2 separate regions of the Capra hircus genome follow, and region 1 is linked to region 2. Evidence: chromatin contacts called from public Hi-C data. All regions are on one chromosome and are shown on one strand. Each heading gives the region's core, a stretch centred on a gene start, on an enhancer-like site or on the middle of the called end of the contact. The rest is flanking DNA. Distances are from core to core; before and after follow the strand shown. Region 1 overlaps SORBS1 (sorbin and SH3 domain-containing protein 1). Region 2 overlaps ALDH18A1 (delta-1-pyrroline-5-carboxylate synthase).

Region 1 (6,334 bases), core at 2,639-5,138, 160 kb after region 2:
TGGGTCAGCTCAGGGCCACAAGTACCACCCTGCAGGCTTTGGCTTGTGGTGAACCCTTCTGTAAGATGGCCATCAGGAAAGGATCGCCTAATGGGGGTTTGTGAGGATTAAGTGAGGCAACACTTCTGAAGTGCTGAGCTCTGTGCTGCCCAAGGCCTGACCAGTGTCCCATCCGTGGGTCATCAGCCCAGCTTCCAGCCTTGCAAGGAGCAGGACTGGGCTGGTCCTTGACTCCGTGATGTTTCTGCTTCATGAAAAGGCTGCACTCCAGTAGCCCCTGCTCTGTAACTCAATTTTTCTTCAATTTTAACTTCAATTTTTCTTCTCGTTGGGCTTTTTGTTCTTGCTGTAATTTAAAATAGGCCAGCACTTCCCCCCAACACCCAGAGTTTCTTGTCCTTCTAATATCAGGATTAACCTGAGCTGGCATCACCATTCCTGGCAGAAATAAGGGCAGACGAGGTGGGCAGGGAGGGGCCGTGGAGGATGAGGAGATGCCCTTGGGACTTCTCCCCAGGTTTTCCCTTAGGCGTGGTCCTGAAAGGAGGCATTTCCTAGGCAGAGTCCAAGAAATCTGGACCCTTTGACACGATAATTCCCCTCTTGGGAATGTCTGTATTAATTTGAAGGAAACAAAAACATCACCCCCGTGAAGGTGGGGAATGAGCAGATTCATTTTGTGTGTTTACTTGATGGGAGATTATACCACTCATAAAAATGATCATCAGGAAGAAGGCAGCTATGCAGAAAATACTTGTTCTTAACCTTTGATGGAAAGGGCAGCATGAAGACAATGCATTGTCTTTATTCCTAGTTTGAGCTGAGCTGCCAGTCATCAGGGCAGGGCTTTACCTGCTCATCTCCTTTTGTTCTCCTGCAGATCCACAAAAGTGGGCATGGCTTACCACTCCCATTCTAGAGATGGGGAAACTGAGGCCCTGTGTGGCAATGATTTGTCTGGGGTCACCCGGCTAGTGACTGCTGAGGCAAGCAACTCCAGGTGGCTGGTCACCAGCACACTGTGCTGCAGAAGTGAGAGTCTGTGGTGATGGAATTATTTTTCCAAATTTCTTCAAGTTTGGTTGTTTGAGTTTAAGGGGGGAAAAAAAAAAACAAGAAAGGAAGAACATGGGTCTGGGCCTTGTGGAAGCTCTGAGGCGGCTGGCTTGGGGATGCTCGTCCCATTTTGTTCTTTGTCCCACACCCTGGGGCTACTTCAGCCAGATAGGGAGGCTCAAAGCCAGGCCTGCAGTCCTACGAAGGAGACCATCAGGAGAAATGAGGGCAGGTGCATGGGGCTTGGATCATTGTTCAGTCACTTGGTCATGTCCAGCTCTTTGTGACCCCACGGACTGCAGCATGCCAGGCTTCCCTGTCCTTCACCTTCTGGAGCTTGCTCAAATTCATGTCCAGTGAGTCGATGATGCCATCCAACCATCTCATCCTCTCTCCCCCTTCTCATGCCCTCAATCTGTCCCAGCATCAGGGTCTTTCCCAATGACTGGCTCTTAGCATCAGGTGACCAAAGTATTGGAGCTTTAGCATCATCCTTCCAATGAATATGCAGGGTTGATTTCCTTGAGAATTGACTCGTTTGATCTTGCAGTCCAAAGGATTCTCAGGAGCCTTCTCTAGCAATATGAAAGCATCAGTTCTTTGTCACTCAACCTTCTTTATGATCCAACTCTCACATCTATACATGACTACTGGAAAAACCATAGCTTTGACCGTATGGACTTTTGTTGGCAAAATGATGTCTCTGCTTTTTAATACGCTATCTAGGTTTGTCATAGCTTTTCTTCCAAGGAGCAAGCCATCTTTTAATTTCATGGTTTCAGTCACTGTCTGCAGTGATTTTGGAGCCCAAGAAAATAGTCAGAAAAGATAGGGAAGGAAAATGGATGATATTTCTTTGACTTTTATTTCTGGCTTTCTGCCAACACCCTCTTCCATCCATCCCAGAAATGTAGGTGCAAAGGGAACTTTGGAGAACTAACCTTCTGTAGATGAATTGGGGGCAGTGCACAGGACTGGCCTGTAGGGCCAGTATCAGGTGGTCCTGACTGCTATGGTTGGAGGGGGTGGGAGAGGGCAGCGGCCTTGTTTGCCTCTGGATCCAGGAGTACCCGGGCTGACCTGTTGGTGTAGTTGATGTCACAGAGGCTGATTATTAAGAGCCCAGGTAGGATGACTGAGTCTCAGCCAAATTCGCTACTGGGGTTTGGGGCATTTGGGGAAATAGAATTTATATAAGCCATTATTAGAGTATATCTGATTTGTATATAGAGAGTATTCTATATATAAAAGCCATTTTTTATTTTAAAAATAAATGTTCATCCCAGCTGGGTACAAAGAAGATAAGTCATGGGATGGACCAGAACAGACTTCAAATCCCCTCTTAGTGATCTTAGAGCCGGGCATCCTTTCTGAGCTTTAGATTTCTTACCTATAAAATTAGAGTTATTAACTCCTAGCTCTAGGGGCTTGGATATTAAGGATAAAAATCAGGTGCTAATTATGGAATGATTAGCAAGGGCCCTTAGATCGGGCAAATAAAGGCTTTATAAAACCGTGGCTGTTATATCTGTGGCTTGGTTGGCTCTTGGCTGCTTCCCTGGTATCTCAGACAGTTAAGAATATGCCTGCAATGTGGGAGAACCAGGTTCTATCCCTGGGTCAGAAAGATTCCCTGGAGAAGGGAATGGCTTGCCTGGAGAATTCCATGGACGGAGGAACCTGGTGAGCTACAGCCTGTGGGGCTGCAAAGAGTCGGGCATGATTGAGCAACTAACACTTTTGGCTCTTGGCTGCAGCGGAGTCACCCCAACTTTGCTGATCACGTGTCCTGACCCTTGTCTTCTCCGGGCTTCCACCATCAGTTCTGGGATGGGGAACTGGGTGGCGCTCAGGCTGCCAGTGGGCAATGAGGGTCTCAGTGTCTTCAGCTGAGCAGAACTTTGAAAGGTCTCCACCAACAACGAGGTGACATTCAAGGTAAACCTTGAGGTACAGGGGGTTTCCCCAAGGTAGAAGAGGAGGCGCAGGCCTTCCTGGCTGAGGGCCTCTCAAGATCCAAGGCCTGAAGATCAGAAAGCATCTGATTTACTGAAGAGGTTGTGAGGAGACCGTCATGGTGGGCAGGCGCAGGAGGGAACTGCTGCTGGAAAAGGGCTGGGACCAGTGGCTGAAGGGCGTAGAGTCTGGGGTGAGTACCCAGGCTTTGTCCCTGGGTAGCTGTTGGCCCCTGGGTCTTGCATGTCAGTTTGCTTTTAATCATCACGAAGGTCAATTTGTTAATTTGAATATAACCACTTATGCCACTATACAGGCCATCTCACTTACTAAAAAAATTATATCCCGAACAATCATTTGTACGTTAGGGGGAACTTGATTCCAAGTTCAGTTTTTTTTTTCCTCGTAGAAATGATAATGTAAATGATTGACTTCCCAGGGAACTTGCCTGGTGCTCCAGTGGCTAAGACTCTGAGCTCCCAATGCAGGGGGCCTGGGTTCCATCCCTGTTCGGGAAACTCGATCCCACGTGCCAGGATCGAGAGAGCTCGAATGTCGCAACTGAACATCCTTAGTTGTGTGCCACAACTAAGACCCAGTGCAGCCCAATAAATTAAAAAAAAAAAAAAAAAAAAGATTTACTTCCCAACTCTAGACTCCAGTAGTATTTTTATTTTCAAATTAGAAGTGAAATGCAGTACATTTAAAGTGGAGGGTCTTAGAAAATCACATTGCTTTGTTCCATCTTGTTTTGCCCTGCACCCTGGGGATTTTCAGCCCTGTGGGGTGTAGGTGGTGGCCTTAGTGTTGCAGACTGAGGGCTGGGGTGGAGAAAGGGGCAGGACGGAGCCAGGGAGAGCGGTCAGGGAGCCAGGTCATCTCCACAACCAGAACACAAGAGCCGTGGCTGGGGACTGTGGGCGGGGGGCTGGGCCAGCGTGGCTTCCCTGGCTGTAGGTGTGGGGTGGGGTGGAGGGAGGTGTCACAGAGCCTGAGGTTCTATCCTGACTGTCCGACAGCTCTCAGGATTCACAGGGATGCTTTTGAGCAGCCTTGGAATGGTGGATAAGCCTTTGTCAGGCAGGAGATGCCACTTTGAGGGAATTAAGATATATTTTTTTAAATGTCAGAAGTGAAACCAAGCCAGGAGACCAGAAAATATCACTCACAACACACATCCCATCCAAACAGCTTTTGCATCCTCCCTGGTTCAAGCCACAAAGCATTCTCAGAGCTCTCCCATGACGCTCCGGGGCCCCTTTCCAGGCCTGAGAGAGCCCCCGGGACCCAGAACTTTTCCCTGGCAGGACTCACAGAGGGTGGGAGATGTGATCACAAGCCTCATGCTCTTACTCTTTCTTTCTTGCAGAATGTGACGTGGGTGCTTCCAAAGCCGTGGTGAACGGGTTGGCACCGGGCAGCAATGGGCAAGATAAAGGTAAGGCTCTCGAAGGGAAGCCTGGCATTTTTAGAAAGAGCAGGGCCTGGGGCCACCTGCCTGGTGGGAACAGTCACTGGTCTAGTTAGGCTATGACCTGGAGACCTGTTCCCAGGCTTTCTGAGACTTGAGTCTGAGGCTGCCGTTTCCCACTGTGAGGTGACATGTTAAACTGTTCTCAGCTCACAGGATGCTGCGAACCACCCACCAAATCACAGAGGCCTATGTATATGGCATTCATCAGCCCGCAGTGTCTCTTACCTGGCATCTTACCTTCACTGGTGATAAATAGTGACATATTCAGCATCCTGACCCTGAGGCTGGAGCCTAAATAGCTGAAATAAATCATTTTGGTGACATTAGTTTCATGGGCATCCTCCCAGGTTTTGAATTTTTAAAATTTTAGGACAAAAGATGCAAGTGTGAAAGGAATGATGGATAGGATGACCTTTGAGGTCCCGTCTGTCATCCTATCTCTCATCCTGAACAGCCAAGCAGCGGGATTCCCACGTCACTCTTGCAGTGAGAGGAGGCAGGGGTTCGAGTCCTGGCCTGCCACTCAGAAACAGACACCTCTTGGGAGGCCCATTGTCTTTATGGCTATGAGTTTCCTTATCTAGAAAATGAAGAAATTTGATGATCTGTAGTATTTTTCCCTTCTTGAAACACAGGTTCCAGTGACTCTATCATCCCGTTATGTCTTATGGTATCAGAGAGGGAGGGTAGAAGTCCTGTCATCGGGCTTTTGAGTCACAATGCACCCTCTCTCAGAGTACGTTTACAGTTTGACATGTTTGGACTTTGTCTGTAATTACTGTCTGGGTCAGCCAAGTATTGCCTTTGAGAGAGGGTGAAGTGGAAAGTCAGAAAGAGCAGCCAAGAGTGAAGGCGTGGAGACAGGAGGGGTGGGGAACCTGGGCCGGTGGGTTAGGGGTCCCTGTGCAGGAGGGGTCCTGTTGTCCTGCCCTTTGTGCCTCCCTGCCTGGCTGCCCTCCTCCTTACCTGGTGTGGGGCAGTGTTCCCAACCTCGGCCAGGTTGCTGAGGGAATGTTGAAGGGCGGTGCCCTTAGGGGAGTGTTAAAGAATCTTTTGAGGAAAGCAGGGAGATGTGGGTGTCTTATGCTCACTGTCAACCCCAGCCCTGTGAATCCGTCAGGAGACTTTGGGGGTATACGGCAGGGTGGCAAGTGGAGGTGTGCGCCACTCTACTCTCTCCTCGATAAGACCCACCTTTGGTCAGAAAGTCAAGGCAGATGCACCCTGGAGCCATCAGGGCAGCCTGGGGTAGGTAGTCACTGTCGGGCTCTGGTCTCGCTCTCTTCCTTCAGCACTGGTTGACTCTGAGCAGCAGTCTTGCCTCTTCCTCTGAAAATGGAAACAAATACCTCCCACCCAGCCTCCCAGGTGGCCCAGGGAGCAGTCGGTAGGATTGCTGTGAAAGCACGTTTGTATCTGAACACGTGCAGGATTGTTGTTGTCACTTCAATTCTTGGCGGCCAGATGACTACCATGCGCCTCGTGGAATGGCAGCCTGGTGGACTGGAAGGTGAACTGCCCATTGCAGGGGTCCCTCCTTCCTCCTGTCGCCGTGGCAAGCCCGTCAGCACGATATTGATGCAGCTGTGACAGGCGTGGTTCCCAAACAGCTCAACCACCCCCTCCTCAGTTATGATGTGGATCTGGGGCCTGGAGACCTCTGGGTGTTGCCTGTTGGTGTGATGTTGGTCCATAGCATGTGAGCATCCACCTCTCTTTATTTGCTTCCACTGGGATGGAAGGAGGTCTCACAACATGCTTGTGAGAAGGCGGGTTTGGGAAAATGCCCACCATTGTGATTCCAGAACCTGGGGAGGCAGGGGGCTCAGGGAGGTCTGAGCACCTGGA
Region 2 (6,603 bases), core at 2,024-4,523:
AAGGGGAAATTTTTCATAGTATCATTCAACATTAATCATAATAATGATTTGTGATGTGTGTGTGTGCTTAGTCGTGTATGACCCTTTGCAAACCCATGGACTCTAGCCCCCCAGGCTTCTCTGTCTGTGGCATTTTCCAGGCAAGAATGCTGGAGTGAATTGCCATTCCCTTCTCCAGGGGATCTTCCCAACCTAGGGATCAAACCCAGGTCTCCTGCATTGCAAGCAGATTCTTTTCCATCTAAGCCACCAAGGAAGCCCAATGATTATTTGTGATATGTAATTCCAAATGGTTTTCCTGACTGCATGTGTATACATGTATATATATGTAAATGTGTATATGTTTGTGTTAAGAGAATCACACAATGCATACTGTTAAATTTAAACAAAATTCTGTGTATGAACTTACCATAATTCTATTTGTTTTGTTTTAAAACTAAACAGCTTTACTTCTACCTATTATAAAACAAATTCAATTGTTTATAAAAAAAATAATGCAGAAAGATAGATCATCACTGTTCTTAAAGTTTTCTGACATGTGTCTGTTCACATGTATGTGCAATATGTGATAATTAGGGTCATATCATGCATGATGTTTTATGGTTTGCCTTTTCCACAAACTATATCCTAGACAGCTTTCCATATCAGTATAGTAACTGCATTGTAGCCCATTGTGTGAATCTATAGGTAGAATCCAGTTCCCACTACTATAAAAATGCTGTGGTAAGTATCCACCCTACATGCAGATTTGCACATGAAAATGATAAATTTCTGGAACTGAAGTTGCTGGCACCAAGCTCATGGGTGTCCACACCTTTTCATGATGATGTAAGCTGCCAAACTGCCCCTCCCAGCAAAGCTGTGTAAATGACATATCCTTGTCTCCCCGAGACCCCCTGAGTTCCTTGTCTGCTCCTAACACAGTGCCACGTGTTCAGTAAAACAGCTGTAACCCACCCCGGTCTACTGCTTCATCGTGTACTCTTCACACCTCTTCAGGGAGACTTGCAACTCCTCTGCTGAAACGTTTGAGCCTCTCCACGTCTAAATTGAACAGCCTGGCCATCGGTCTGCGGCAGATCGCAGCCTCCTCCCAGGAGAGTGTGGGGCGGGTTTTGCGCCGGACGCGAATTGCGAAAGACTTGGAACTAGAACAAGTCACTGTCCCAATTGGAGTTTTATTGGTCATCTTCGAATCTCGCCCTGACTGCCTACCCCAGGTATGTGACTAATGCCGGCCATTGGAGTAGGGAATTGGAGGAAGAACGTCTTTTCAGGACTCGAGATAAATCTCCGAGAGATGCCTTTCGTTTCCCTTCCTCCTACTCCTTCACCCTCCCTCCTTCCCTTCCTTCCTTCCTTTGTTTCCCCAGAGATAGCTTTTGAGACTTTATTCTCAGGTTGCTCTTAAGGCAATTTATATTTTTGATCCTTCCAGTAATTCTAAAAATAGTAATTCATATGTCCATTTTACAGTAGAAAAAACCTTAAGCTTATAGAAGTCAGTACACCTGTCACACTTTTAAGGATGGAGCTAAACCTTGAGCCCAGATGAATCTCCCATTCTGTGATGATTCCATGCTTCCGCTGCAGGGGGCACAGGTTCAATCCCTAGTCAGGGAACTAAGATCCCACATGCTGCGCAGTACAGCCCCAAAGACAAAAACTTAGTTCACCGGAGCACTTTGTTCCCTGACCACAGAGTGTCTGCTACCCTGCTGTAGGCTCATTCATCTAATAGCTGGTTTTGCACATTTGAAAAAGACCATTTAATATCAGTGACACAGATGGCTTCCTGTAGGTACATCTCTTAGGAAGAGGAACTTTCAGTAGTTGATGGAGCCTAACATGTGAGCCCTTTAGGAAATCTGACCAATCACAGGCTATAATTGTGGAGAAACCATGTGGCAAAGATCTTGCCAAGCAGCCATGCTCTGAAGTATAAGATGGAATTAGAGGGTGGCTTTGTTTGTGGCCCTAAATAATTCCCAGAAATCTGGAACCAGTTCCCCACTGGACTGACAGCAGGATGATACCAGCTCTTTCTTTGCACTAGCCCCAAAGTTTCAAAGAGAGAACAGAACCTTTTCTTCTACGGCTTATGCGACCCTGGGAGTCCCACATGCTTTGTCGAGGCTGCTCCCTGACATTATCTAAAACCAGCTGGCCCACTAAGCGACTGCCATGCCGTTGGGGTCTGTCCTGAGCCTGTGGCGGGTGCTGTCACACAGTCCCTTCTGTGCGCATATCTGTCTCGTGAAGAACCCCCAGAGATAACTGTCAGCTGGTAGAAACGGGTCCTAAGTTGCTGTGCAGGCCGTGTCCATGAAGTCTCTGCCACCTTTTATCCATACTAACGAATACTTCACTAGGAAAAAGTTTCCTCTTATCCAGTACAGCTGAGATTTCTCACCAGGGATCTTAACCTTGGACGGCATCACGGAATCCATGAATCCTGAAAATTACTTGCAGAATGCTCTTTCTGCATTTATCTGGGAAAAGTTGACATAGTTTTTATAAGCGGTTCATGAGCAACAAAAACAAAAAAGGAGTAAGAATTATTATTCTGGAGATAAACATGTTCAAGCAAGTTTTATTTTGTAAAGTTTCTTTTGATACATTACAAGAGCCCGAAGATTTTCATTCATCCCTAGAGCATTCAGAAAATTCAGCTTCAGGCCTCATCAGATCAGTGTCATTAGCCCTTCACTCCCAGAGGGTAACTAACTCTCCTTCTAGATGGCCTGCTTTGTCCTGCCAGCAGTCTCTGCCACAGCTGTGCAGGGGCTCAGCACCAGGCATTAGAGCTCTCAGAGCAATGACAGGGCCACGGTAGGGTGTGACCAGAGATGCTGCATAGCCTCAGGTGCTGCTGAGTCAGGTGGAGTAACATCTAAGTCAGGAGGCTCCCGAGCACCTGTTGCTGGAGAGGGTGGGGCCTGTGTGACCCTGGGCACTTAACTTGGGTTACTTTGTAATGGTGCTGAGGAAGCTGTATAGTACAGTTTCTCAAGATCTGTGCTTTGGCTCTGGGGTAAAGTCCCCAGCCCTGCCACTTATAAGCTGTGTGTCCTTGAGGAGTTACCAACCTCTCTGGGCTCCAGTGTCCTTGTCTGTAAAGCAGTGGATAAAGCAGATACTTAATTCACTGGAACGTTATAAAGATTAAACACGGTAGACCTTATAAAGTGATTAGCACAGTGCTTGGCACAGAAAATATGCTCAGTGTTTCACTGTATTCCTCTTTGATCTGCAGGTGGCAGCCTTGGCTATAGCAAGTGGTAATGGCTTGTTACTCAAAGGAGGGAAGGAGGCCTCACACAGCAACCGAATCCTTCACCTCCTGACCCAGGAGGCCCTTTCAATCCATGGAGTCAAGGAAGCTGTACAGCTGGTAGGTCCCTGGGAATGAGCTAGGTCAGGCTCAGAGGAGCCGGGCCAGGTCTTTGGGTGTTTCAAGCAAAGCTCAGGCTGCAGAAAAGGCCAAGCCACTGTGTAGGCAGGCTTGACTGGAGGAGCAGCAGGTCCTGTGTGTCTGTGATGTTGGACAGTGCTGGTGCTGCCTTGGCCGAGGTTGGGGGGCTCATGAAGGTCCTCTCTCACAGCTGTGTTCTGGTCCCACTGATTGACAGGAATCATTCTTGAGGTCATAGGCAGCAGGAATACCAGACCTGGAGTGTGAGGCCTGGGCTCTGCTCACTGGCAGTGATTTAGGCGAGGCCTGATGAGATATGTTTTATGAAAGTTTGTCAGAAACCATGCAGCTTGTATGAGGTCCTGCTATTAACATTGTTATTGTTATGGCCATTATTTTAACAGCTGTGTCACTCTCTTCAACCATCCAGTGGAGGTTTTGAACTACTAGATCATTTTATTGAGCACCTACTGTGGACACAGCACTTTCATCCATCATTTTATTTAATCCCCACAACAACCCTGTGAAAAGGATACCATTAATTATTAGGTCTATTTTATAGATGGAAGAAAAATAGGCTTATTGGTAAAATAACACCCCAGAATCAGAGTTGAGATTTGGACCCAAGCAGACTCCAGATCCTTCTCTTTTCCCCTTGAGGCCCACTCGTGCGTACATTCTAGAATACTGTTGGCTGCTGGTGGGGAGAGGGGTTGGTGTATCTACAAACCTGCCTCATTATGTGCTCCCCACCAAGAAGCTGGGCTATTCTTACAGCAGCATAATGGATGGAAAGAGCACAGACTGTAGGGTTTAGGTCTCGGCTGCACCATATCCTCATTTAATGTGACAGATTTCCTCCTCCTCCTCCTTCCTGTTGGTGTGTAACGTATATAAAGAAGCGTAACGTATATAAGAAGTGTAACGTATATCTTATGTGATGTATATGTATGCTTAGTTGCTCTTTGTGACCCTGTGGACTGTATGTAACCCACCAGGCTCCTCTGTCTGTGGAATTATCCAGGCAAGAATACTGGAGCAGGTTGCCATTTCCTACGCCAGGGGATCTTCCCAACCCAAGGATCAAACCCATGTCTCTTGTGTCTCCTCCATTGGCAGGTGGTTTCTTTACCACTGAGCCACCTGGGAAACCCATATAATTGTGTCCATATATATATACACACGTGTATAAACTACCCCGACACAGAACATGGCCGACACCTGAAAGATTCCCTGTGCCCTTCCCCATCAGCATGCCCCCCTCCCACCATCAAACCATTTTTTTTTTTACTTCTTTCACATTCCATTTCTTTTGCTTATTCTTGAATTTCATGTAAATGAAATCATACAGAATGCACTCTTTCATCTGTATTTCTTTATTCATTATGTCCTCGAGATTCATTCTCATTGTTTCATCCAGCAGTAGTTTTCCTTTTTACTGTTGTGTAGTATTCCATTTATAAGCATGTACTACAGCTTATCCTTTCTTCTGTTGATGAACATCAGGGTTGTTTCCAGTTTGAAGTTGCTGTGAACCTTCTTGTAAATATATGTTTGTACTTCTGTTGTTAGTAACACAACCATAGGGGGGGAAATTAAAAATCAAGGGAAGGGAAAAAATGCCCATAGTCTTCAAGGTCTAACACAAGCACTTCAGTCAGTCCAGCCAGCATCCCGGGGTAGAGGTTGTCAGCCCAAATCATGGAGAACCATGACTGCCTAGGAAGACCCAGCAGCGTGCATTAGGCTGTGATCAGGGAGCCAGAGGAGCAGCCCCTTCCCTTTGTCACCCTCACAGCCTGGCACTCTCTGTATCTTCTTGAACTTCCAGAGATCACACTTTGTACCTCTTCTGTCATCTTTAAAAGTATCCATCCTGTGTTTTGGCTCGTTGTGGCCTAGCCTGTCTTCCCGACCAGACTCCTGAGTTCTTTGAGGGCAGGGATCCTATCCGGCATGTTTTGTAATGTGGAGCACAGTACCTGATGTGTAGAGTTTAAGCATTTGCTGGACAACTTTTCAATTCCCATGATTCCTTGTTTTTGGAATAAATTCTCACAGCATCAGACTTAGTTCTCAGGAGGTACAGGCATTTATCTGTGAAAGGGATGCTGCTACTTCCATAGTTTGTGTGATCAAAAGTCATCTTCATCTTTTTATTCTCTACCTCTTCAGGTGAATACCAGAGAAGAAGTAGAAGATCTTTGCCGCTTAGACAAAATGATAGATCTGATCATTCCACGAGGCTCTTCTCAGCTGGTTAGAGACATCCAGAAAGCTGCTAAGGGCATCCCAGTGATGGGGCACAGTGAAGGCATCTGCCACATGTACGTGGATTCAGAGGCCAGTGTCGACAAGGTCACCAGGCTAGGTGAGCTCGATCAGGTCCCATCTTACATGCACAGAATAGTTCTCATGTCCTCAGTGGTCCTGGTTCATGTTAATGGAAACAATTCTATATTCTCCTCTTTCAGTTAGAGACTCTAAATGTGAATATCCAGCTGCCTGTAATGCTTTAGAGACTCTGTTAATCCACCGAGACCTGCTGAGAACACCATTGTTTGACCAGATCATTGACATGCTGAGAGTGGAACAGGTAGGACAAGGCCATCACTTCCTGTCCTCACTCCCGAGACTTAGAAGCCTCTGGGATTAGACCAGGAGCGGCTGCCATTCCATTTAAGGCCATCTGAGAAGCAACGTTTTTGAGCATCTGCCATATACAAAGTTGTGTGCTGAGAACACAGAGTGAGTGAGACACGCCTGTGCCTCCAGAGACTGGAAGAAACCCGTACACAAATAGCTTCATTCCAAAGTGGAGTGTGTTCAGGGCTAAGAGGGTTCAAAGATAACGCCTATCACATGGCAGCCCACTGAATGGACTCTTTCCTGGCATAAAGTTTATGTTTCGGAACACACATTCCTGTTTGGGTTTGACTTGGAAAGATTATGCAGAAATGCTTTCAAGCCAAAAATTTACATATATCCTCCCCTCCACAAATGTCTTCAGTTGCCAATATTAATGTGCTTATTAGTACAGTGATTTTTAGGAGTGAGCAATTTGTATAATGTCTGCTCTGGATTATTTTCTTACCGTATCATTAAGATGATAAACAACCACGGTGCCAGTAAGTTTTGAATAAAAATGTATGTTCCATCCTAAAATCCTAATTGCAAAGAAATAGACA

The links. Hi-C and Micro-C count contacts between places; a contact is called where the count stands out from the background.
Region 1: a Hi-C map of blood shows a contact between it and region 2, with 4 times the contacts expected there. The contact joins two enhancer-like sites. A contact is called at or near these places in 2 of 5 Hi-C or Micro-C datasets (blood and liver).

Annotation. Positions count from the first base shown.
Region 1 is chr26:34,649,878-34,656,211 of ARS1.2, forward strand. SORBS1 (sorbin and SH3 domain-containing protein 1) reads left to right here. Exons shown (of 36, transcript XM_018041190.1): 4 at 4,382-4,450. Among named protein-coding and RNA genes, the nearest start is that of SORBS1, 89 kb to the left of the region's middle. Within about 2 kb of position 3,889, at least 1 of the 5 cell types and tissues checked has an H3K27ac peak or open chromatin away from gene starts, as enhancers often do.
Region 2 is chr26:34,488,223-34,494,825 of ARS1.2, forward strand. ALDH18A1 (delta-1-pyrroline-5-carboxylate synthase) reads left to right here. Exons shown (of 18, transcript XM_018041532.1): 12 at 1,000-1,220; 13 at 3,257-3,394; 14 at 5,591-5,786; 15 at 5,890-6,011. Among named protein-coding and RNA genes, the nearest start is that of ALDH18A1, 31 kb to the left of the region's middle. Within about 2 kb of position 3,274, at least 1 of the 5 cell types and tissues checked has an H3K27ac peak or open chromatin away from gene starts, as enhancers often do.